Regions from separate parts of the Gossypium hirsutum genome. Here regions 1 and 3 are each linked to region 2. A link is a contact called in public Hi-C data. All regions are on one chromosome and are shown on one strand. The core of a region is the stretch at or near the end of the contact, and the rest is flanking DNA. Distances in the headings are between cores, read along the strand shown.

Region 1 (3,063 bases), core at 328-2,827, 210 kb after region 2:
GCTGAGGGACTAAGGCTTAGTTTGGATGGGCGGTGTGTTTAGCTCCGGTGAGGTTAAAAACAACGATGGCGGTGAGATTAGGTCCTGTAGCGGTGAGATTGGATAATGTAGCAGTGAGATTAGAAACAGCGGTGGAGTGTGTGTTTGGATTCAAACGCAGCTGTAGCGGTGAGGTGAAAATAGAAAATAACTTTTAAGGACATTAGATTAAAAATGATATATCATAGAAGTTTTTAAAATTATTTAACAATTACAAAATTAATAAATTATTAAAAATTATTATTAAATATAATTTAATAAAAATATATAATTTAATAAAATATATTAAATTTACAAAAATTCAATCACAGCTTAAAAATTACATGAAAATAACAACTTAATTATTATTTTTTAAAACAAAAAAAGTTTGCTTAAATAATCCAATTAAATTTTTATCTCCTGATTAAAAAACAAATCATTCCTCTATGAAACAGGGAAACGAAGCAAAAAGAGAGTTACGATCTTCCTAAATTTCACTTTCAATGAAGTTGAACTAAATTTAGTTATTTAATTCATCATTCTACATATCTTTTAAGCAGAAACAAAACAAAAAAAAAATCATATATCTATCTCTAAACTTATTGTGTAAGCGAGCAAACAGAGGTTATAGAGCAAACCAAGGGGAAGGGGAAAGGGAAGGGGAAGGGGAAAGGGGAGAAGAAGAGTAACCAAAGATTAGAAGAAACAAAAGAAATAATATGAGTAAAAGAGGAAAAGAAAAAGTAACTGGAGTTGCTAAATTTTTACTGGACCAACAATCTCTCAAAGGAGCCCTAAATCCCCATCAATGTTTAAACTTGCGGCTCTCGAATCATCAAGAACATTTTGACTGGGATTTTGAGTAGAAAGAATAGTCGTCATCACCTCCATGGACTCTGTTAAAGGAATTCGTGCACTACCAGAAGATTTAAAACGATTCCCATGTCCCCAAAGAGCATTTGAATTCTTGTGGCTACCACAAATTTTATTATTTTTTATGTCACCCTTTCTATTTATAAAACCGGATTTGTCCACATCCGAACCTGAAACTAAAGCCAAACTCGGCTTCTCCGCTGACCGATTTCCAGATTTAGCATGTTGATCGGAAATAATATTTTTCTTAAAAGACACCGCAGAATATTTCCCGGGATCGAGGACGCCTTCGGAAATTTGGATTTCGACTCCTTCAGACACTTCGAAAGCTGGGTTAAAATGAGCCTTAACCCTTTCTAAATAACCAGACCCGAAACACCAAAATTCAAAGAATTTTGGTTATCACCTTCCGCGCCCAATCCAGTAATTTTAGAATTATCCTGCTCACTACCTGCACGTGCACAAGAAAAAGAAATATTAGCATTTGATTTGAAAATTGGGCCCTCATTGCTCTTACCGTTATTCTCCAATTCCATAGGCCTTTTTCCCAAAAATTTATCCAAGCTAATTTAGTATTCTGGCCCAAATCATTTGCTCCCAAGCTGTCCAAAGAAAAACTCTTAGCAGGCCCTAAAAGGTCTCCACGGCCCGAAGCACTCCTACGGCCTGCTTCAAAATAAGGCCCAGATTTCTTTTTAACACCCATATTAAACCTACCCTTATGACCCTCATCGCCGACAGCCCCTCTCTCCCTCACTTTCTCCTGCGAAAAATCTCCATTAGCCACCCTCAAATCACTCCCCAAATCTCCAACCTGATTAAACGCCGAAAAACTAGATCCAAAAGAATCATTTCCAGATTTTTTTCGCGCCGCTAGCCTGATGAACGCGTTGGCCACGCCTCGCCTTTCGTTCCACCAACATCCATGGTCCGAACTCCGGCCTCTTATCACCAACATCCACTGAAACCGGACACATATATAATAACGCAAATATGTTAGAATCATATCTCTTACAACAAAAAAACAATAAAGAAAAGACAGAAAGAAAGAAAGAAACAATCAACTATCATTATCAAAAGAGAGAATAAGCAACAACAAAGTGGAAAAAGAAGCCATAATAGACTTGAATAGCATATGAAAATAACATTTATGAAGTCGCCTCATTTATGAAAAATCTATACAACAAAAAACTTAAAATGTTATTCCTTAATAGCTAATAGAAAAGAATTTATTTCTTAATTCAAAAGAAAAGAAGAAGAGAATTTTGTTTCTATAACTTTTGAAAAAAGATAAAATTTGTGTTTATTATTTTCTCATGTTTAAGTTATTATAAGGATATATATATAAAAAAATTAGGTTTTGCGTTTGCATTATTTTTATATATAAAATTATTATAATTTTTTCACATTTACAATTTATTTTGTGTTGATTCTAACACATTTTATCTTTATGTTGTGCTCATGAAAATTTTTGCAACATTTTTATGTTCATACTATTATTCGTGTAACTTAAATAGGTAAATTTACAAATAAATTTCTTATGTTAAGTTAGCTTATTTCATACCAGTTTTGACATATTCATATATTCATATTATATGATAATTATATAGTTTGTTAGAGTGATTCAATATAAAAATAATAATAATGTGTTCATATCTTGTGTATTCATTTCATATTTAATAACTAGTTGTTATAGTAATTTCATTTAGAGAGAAAAAATAAATAAATGTTTGTACTATTTTTGCGTTATCTTGTGTTGCAAATTTTAGAAATTTTTAATAAGGTAACTCTGGAAATTTGTATATGTATATAAATATATTATGGGTTAGTATTTTTTTTTATTCTACAAGTAATCTTAAAAGTTTTATCATATGTGTTTTCTTTTAAAGATTTATTTTTTAATATTATACTATACCCTATAGTACATTTACCAATCTCTAATCCTGTTTGTGGAGTCTAAAAACTCTTTTAAAAATGTATCAAATATTATTCTATATATTATTACTTAAAATTGAATAATTATATATACAATATATTTATATAAATATTTATATTTTAAAATTTTAATTTTAATTTTAATTTTCTAAAGTTCCATTAAAAGTTAGAAAAAAAAACAATTATCTTTGGGTTGCAGAAATATTGGGCCTGGCAAGCAATCCATGTGGCCTTGAG
Region 2 (2,989 bases), core at 411-2,910:
TATTTTTTATTTTACATAAAAAGCAGTAAAAGAGGACCAGTGTATTTGTATTGCATGCAGAAGAAAGTAAAAGGTGCTTTTTGAACTTTGCACCAATGTGGGACGTCCTCTCATGCGTGCCTCTTCCACCCATGCTTGCTTCAGTTCGGTTGTTTTTATTCTCTTTTAAAATAGGATCAGTTTCAAACCAATATAAAAGGAGAATACTTGTGAATTCTCATTTTTTACCAAATTATTATTTTTATTATTTCTCAACCTATACCTTTCTTTTTATTATTTATTAAAATGTGTTTCTTTTGGAGATGAATTTTGGCATTTATAGGTGTCAAACCTCTTTTAGATTTCAATTATCGACATAATCTGTTCCTTTAAGATATATGGAAAAATATGAAAAATACATGTAAGCCTAAATTCCTCATCCATGACGGTTAAGAACCACTTGAATTAAATTCCAGTGGTTCAGCCTACCGGCAATTAATACAAATGAGAAATAATAAATAACTTATTATACTTTATATAAAGGATTTCATAGTCTACTTTAAAATATATTTTGTGAATCTCACATGTACTCATTAATAACCACGTGAATTAAATTCTAGTGGTTGAGCCTGTAAGCAATTAATACAAATGAGAAATAACAACGAACTTGTTATACTTTATGTACCGTACCTCGCAGACCTCATAGTATACCTTGCAAACATAATAGTGTATCCATAGAGAATCTGACACGTGCCTCTCAATAGTGGCGAAGGCATAAATTTTTTTTAGGGAGATCGAAATTAAATTTTAATTTTTACGATAGTAAAAATACAATTTCACCATTTGATCTATATCTTTATAATTTTTAAAGGATTAAATCAAAATTTTATCATTTTTAGGGGAGCCAAAATGCAATTTTATCTTTACTAATTTAAAATTTTTAAAAATTAAAGGCCATAAATGGAAAATTTTTCATTTTAAGGGGGGCTGGGGCCCCTGCCAGCCCCCTGGCTACGCCCCTGCCTGGAGCTAATAACATGGCAAACCTTAGGTTAGTTTGCGAACCTCAACTTTGCGAAATTTGGAGTTGGGTGTCTTCGTTGAGACTATATAAGGACTACGTGCGGCCTAGAGTAATTGATTGCCGGTCGTCTTAAAATGTTTCACCTTAGGACATAGAATTACCGTCACTGCTAGGAATATCAAATTAGACTTTTGTGTGAGCAACCTCAGGACATGTAACTAAATCCATCTCCTATTATAAAAGGACCATGACAGCTCATACCTTAAAAAAGTTAGTGTTAAAGAAATGCATAAATGTAAAAAAGAAATTTGAGACAAATCACTTGCATCATTAAATAAAACAAATTACAAATTATATTGTCTCTCAAAAAACAATAATAAGCAACTACATCATTTAGCAACTAAATCCTCCCTATCCCCTCCATCTTTTTCCTCTTTTCCAAGAGTTGAATTTGTAGAAGTGTTGGGGGGGGGGGAGGAGTATTATGGTAGCTTGCCTGTTCTCTTTAAAGGCTTCCCAATTAGGACTTAAGGGATTGAGTACATCAAATTCAACTATTGCATCACATAATTTTCCTAGCAAGATATTAGAGATATCAAGTGGGCCATAAGCAACTTGAACACCCAAAATAGTACCATGTTAAGCCCATTAAAAGTACTACTAACTTTAGCGCGTGTAGTAGTTTTAGCTTCTGAGATGCTTCTATCCATTTCTTCCTTGGCTAGAGTCAGTTCAATATCTTTATCCCTTTTGATTGAGTCAACTGAAGCTTGTAGAGATTTAATCTCAACATTTTTTTCTTTAAATTCTCCCTCATTTCCCCCTTTATGGCACCAACGTATGCCTAATGTCTATCTTTTCGTTTTGTAACCTTGCCGTAATAAGATCTTTCCAGGGAAACAACCTCACTAGCATGTTTCGCAACCAACTCATTGCATGCAATACTCTAGCTTGAGCTTCTCCTTCTTCAAACCCTCGTTTCCTTTCTTCAACTTTGCTGTATCCTCTTTCAATTTTAGATTAGATTCCTCAAGGGTTTTAACTTATTCTTTCAAAATGAGTTCCTTTAGGGAAGCTTCAGTAACTAATTTCTTCAAGACTTCCTTCTCTGTAGTTAAGCTTTGCAAGTGCAGTTCTTGATTCTTTGAAGATCTGCCCAACTATCAGTATGCAAAATTACGCTTATACTCTAGGCTACTTGTGACACCTCACACTCAACTCCATCACTAAGTTCGGGTACAAAATGACACAGACAACTTGAATGACGAGACATGATTTTCAGTCTGACTTATAGTAACTATTTTGGCCCTATTAAATTACAAGATTTAGATTCAACTAAAACCCTCATCATTCTAACGCTACAGTTCTTAAAATTTTATTACATTAGTGAATATGACAGCATTCACAAATCTAACTTAAGTCTATAACATGTATGCATCCGATTTAATCCCCTAGGCTTAGCCTCTAGGAAATTGCCACTCTATACACATGAATGTCATCTACATCCATCCCTCAAATTGGCTAGCGTGGTCCTTTCCATCACATATCGAGTCAAATCTTTATCCTGGAAACAAGTAGTAATTTCATAAGTTCAATTAAACCTAGTGAGATTCTGTGAGAACAGTGTATGATTATCCTTCATAAATTTTAGAGAAATAAAATCTTGAAAATAAGAACTTTCCAACTTCCTGTTTATTATTGGCTTTCTACAGATTTGACAGGCGTGGTCATTGCCTTGTCCCTAACCATAGTTCTCTATCTTGGACGTATATGCCTCTTTTCTTGATGCGGGGATCTCTATGGTCTTGGCTTGTTTCCTTTCAATGATCTCATAAAATTAAGATCCTTACCCTTACACGTTGGCCCGAGGTTTTAAGATTGTCTTGTTCCATTCTTCTGGATAATTGGAAGTGACATCTAATTCTATTGGTTGTATCCTGCCACTTCTTAGTGGATTATCCTTCCTAAATAATCATTGGTAGACTC
Region 3 (2,700 bases), core at 33-2,532, 160 kb before region 2:
CCAGGCATCAGCACATTTCCTAACAGATGTAAGATTTACGCTCTTGCATGACACATAAGATCATTCGTTGTAGCCTCTTTTGGAACAATTTCAAAATTTTTCCTCAACCATGTCATCTTCACTTCGTTTCCCTCCAAATTTCCTTTCTCCGGTATCTTGCCAAGCAGCTCTCCGTAGGTTTCAGCAGTCTTGACATTGCTTACATTGGTGACTGCAAAGCCATCTAGAGAAGCCCCAATTGGAGTGTAACACGTTCTAGTGTAGTTGTACACTCCTCGCATCACTAGTGGAAGGTATGCGTCTCAAGTCTCCACCATTCCACCAAATCAGATATCAATTCCCGGTTCAAATTATAACTCTCGATCCTAAAAAATTCAGCTACATCTAGGTCATGCCTTCTTGTTTTAAAAACACGGTCATAGGCATGCGAAAAGTTTGCTTATATAAAATTAATTATTAACGCTCATCTAAGTTATTATTATCAACAAATTTATGATGTTAAAAAAATATTTTACTATTTTAACAATATATAAAAAAAAGTGTGGTTCAAAACAGTCTGAGAACATGATGATGATGATGCCGTTTTTATAATCTGCAATAATGAATATATTTAAAATGTTTAGATATAAATATTTATATTTCAATGTTAAAAATTAAATACAGAATTTAAAATTTAATAGAATCTAACAAAATAGAATAATATTTGCATTATTCTTAAATTAAACTTTATTCTAATTTAACAATTTAGATTAAAAGAAAAAAAAACTTTGTTTCTAAATAGGTGAGGATGAGAAAGGTTGAGCCTTGAGAATTAAAAAACTAACAAATTTTTACTTTTTTTTAAAAATCGTGATATAATGTAAATATTTTGGGTTTTTTTATAGGGTTTAGGGTGTGAGAACTCGAGTAAAAAGGCTTTGATTTGACACTGCAATGTGATAAGTTTAAAATATACAAATTTTTTAGCACTTTTTAACTAATAATTCTTGCAAATTTCGAGTGCTTTTTAGCATATTCTTGTAATTTTATTACAAAATTTTGAATGTGGACAAAATTAAAGACAAATCTTTATTTTTCATTATTTATATGCTAAACTTACACAATTTTGTCAATTTGGAAAAGTTTGGTGCATCTAAAGAAAAGGCAGTTTTGGAAGTCACTTTTCGAGGCTCAAAATGATGTAGCATCCTTGTAGCACAAGCCATGCAGAGGAGGGTTGATTAATAATCAGCCTAGAACGCCCCAATTAAGGGAATAATGGGTCATGGACATGCTTGACCCAGCTCAAAAATTAGGCAGAAAATTGGACAGTCTGCTAATGAGGAAAGAGCTTGAAATTGCCCACTAAGGGAGAGTGGCCCAGTCGTCCATCAAAGAGCCCAAATGAGCCATCCAAAGCTGATTTAAATTTTTTAGAAAACATTCAAAAACTTTCTCAGAATGTCGTTCAACCCCCTCCTCCTTTCAAACATTATCTCTTATGCACCAAGCTAAAAAAAACAAAGTCATCAACACTCTTTCCTTAAAGCAAGGGTCGGCCATGGGGGAGATATTTTCAAGGATTCAATTTTCTAAAAATAGTCACTCCCCTCATGTATAGATAGGCCCCTTGCCGGTCACTCAAATCATCATTCATTCACTCACCTATCTCTCCCAATTTCCTCTTCATCTGCCCATCTTTTCTCTTCTCATTTGAGAGAAAAGCCACGAGAGTTTTAGAAAGCATTTCAAGATTTCTTGGAGCAGCAACATTCAGCATCTTGAAGGACTTTTGGTTGGCAGAACAAAGGAAAAGGAAGGAAGGGACGCGCAGTAGTCAGACTTCGAAGAAACATCAAATTTGTCTTCTAATTTCTTTCTCTTTATTCCTTTTGATTTATTTTGAATTTATGAACATGATTGCTAGTTATTTCGATGCTCCAAATTTAATTAAAATGACTTAAATTGTGTTTATGTTAGATTGATTGCATTCTATCCACCTAAATTATTAAAATTATGTTTTTGATATTATAGGCCTCGATTAATAATTCATTCAGATAAAAACATGTTTATGTTATTCTTGCATTATAATTGAGAGGATGAAATTGAATTAATTATTTAATCGGAATGAAATTATAATTAATGGACCCAATATCTGAATGGTACATGTTTAATATTTTATGGAGAATTATATTAAATGAGTGATAGTATTGACCAATATTATTGCCATGTAAAAGATTGATGTGATTAAAATTGTTTTGGTATAGTACTATACTGTTACTTCACTATATCTAATGCTTGCTTATGAAATTTATTAAATTGATTTAACATAGACATATGCTAGAAAGGTTTAATAAGTTCAATAAGTATGACTACATAGGCTAATGAATAACCGAGCTGCCATGGAATTATCCATAACATCATTAGCATTGCTTTAACAATTTTAAGTTAAAGAATAAGATTACTCTAACAAATTTAGGTCATATTAACTAAACTGTTTAAAGTCTTACTTTTACCTTGTTTTCACATCTTTAATTTAATTTGTTGCTTAGTTAATTCTAGTTTAGGTAGTAGCTCACTCCTCTTGAAATTAATCTTCTCAGAAATTTGCTTAAGTATTATTTCATGGTATTTGCCTATATACTCTTGATGGAGACAATACTCGATACTTATCATTTTATTACTTGTTAACGATTGTGTACACTGTACATTTTCGCGAAC

What was found. A called contact is a pair of places that touch in the nucleus more often than the background predicts.
Region 1: a contact with region 2 is called in a Hi-C map of leaf, with 3 times the contacts expected there. The contact joins two enhancer-like sites. A contact is called at or near these places in 4 of 34 Hi-C or Micro-C datasets (anther and leaf).
Region 3: a contact with region 2 is called in a Hi-C map of leaf, with 2.2 times the contacts expected there. The contact joins two enhancer-like sites. A contact is called at or near these places in 4 of 34 Hi-C or Micro-C datasets (cotyledon and leaf).

The regions. Positions count from the first base shown.
Region 1 is chrD07:29,197,619-29,200,681 of Gossypium_hirsutum_v2.1, forward strand. No RefSeq gene overlaps it. Among protein-coding and RNA genes, the nearest start is that of LOC107956742, 13 kb to the left of the region's middle. Within about 2 kb of position 1,578, at least 9 of the 9 cell types and tissues checked have an H3K27ac peak or open chromatin away from gene starts, as enhancers often do. A contact at or near this core is called in leaf, where this site is marked.
Region 2 is chrD07:28,989,296-28,992,284 of Gossypium_hirsutum_v2.1, forward strand. No RefSeq gene overlaps it. Among protein-coding and RNA genes, the nearest start is that of LOC107954652, 45 kb to the left of the region's middle. Within about 2 kb of position 1,661, at least 3 of the 9 cell types and tissues checked have an H3K27ac peak or open chromatin away from gene starts, as enhancers often do. A contact at or near this core is called in cotyledon and leaf, where this site is marked.
Region 3 is chrD07:28,829,104-28,831,803 of Gossypium_hirsutum_v2.1, forward strand. No RefSeq gene overlaps it. Among protein-coding and RNA genes, the nearest start is that of LOC121219042, 27 kb to the left of the region's middle. Within about 2 kb of position 1,283, at least 7 of the 9 cell types and tissues checked have an H3K27ac peak or open chromatin away from gene starts, as enhancers often do. A contact at or near this core is called in cotyledon and leaf, where this site is marked.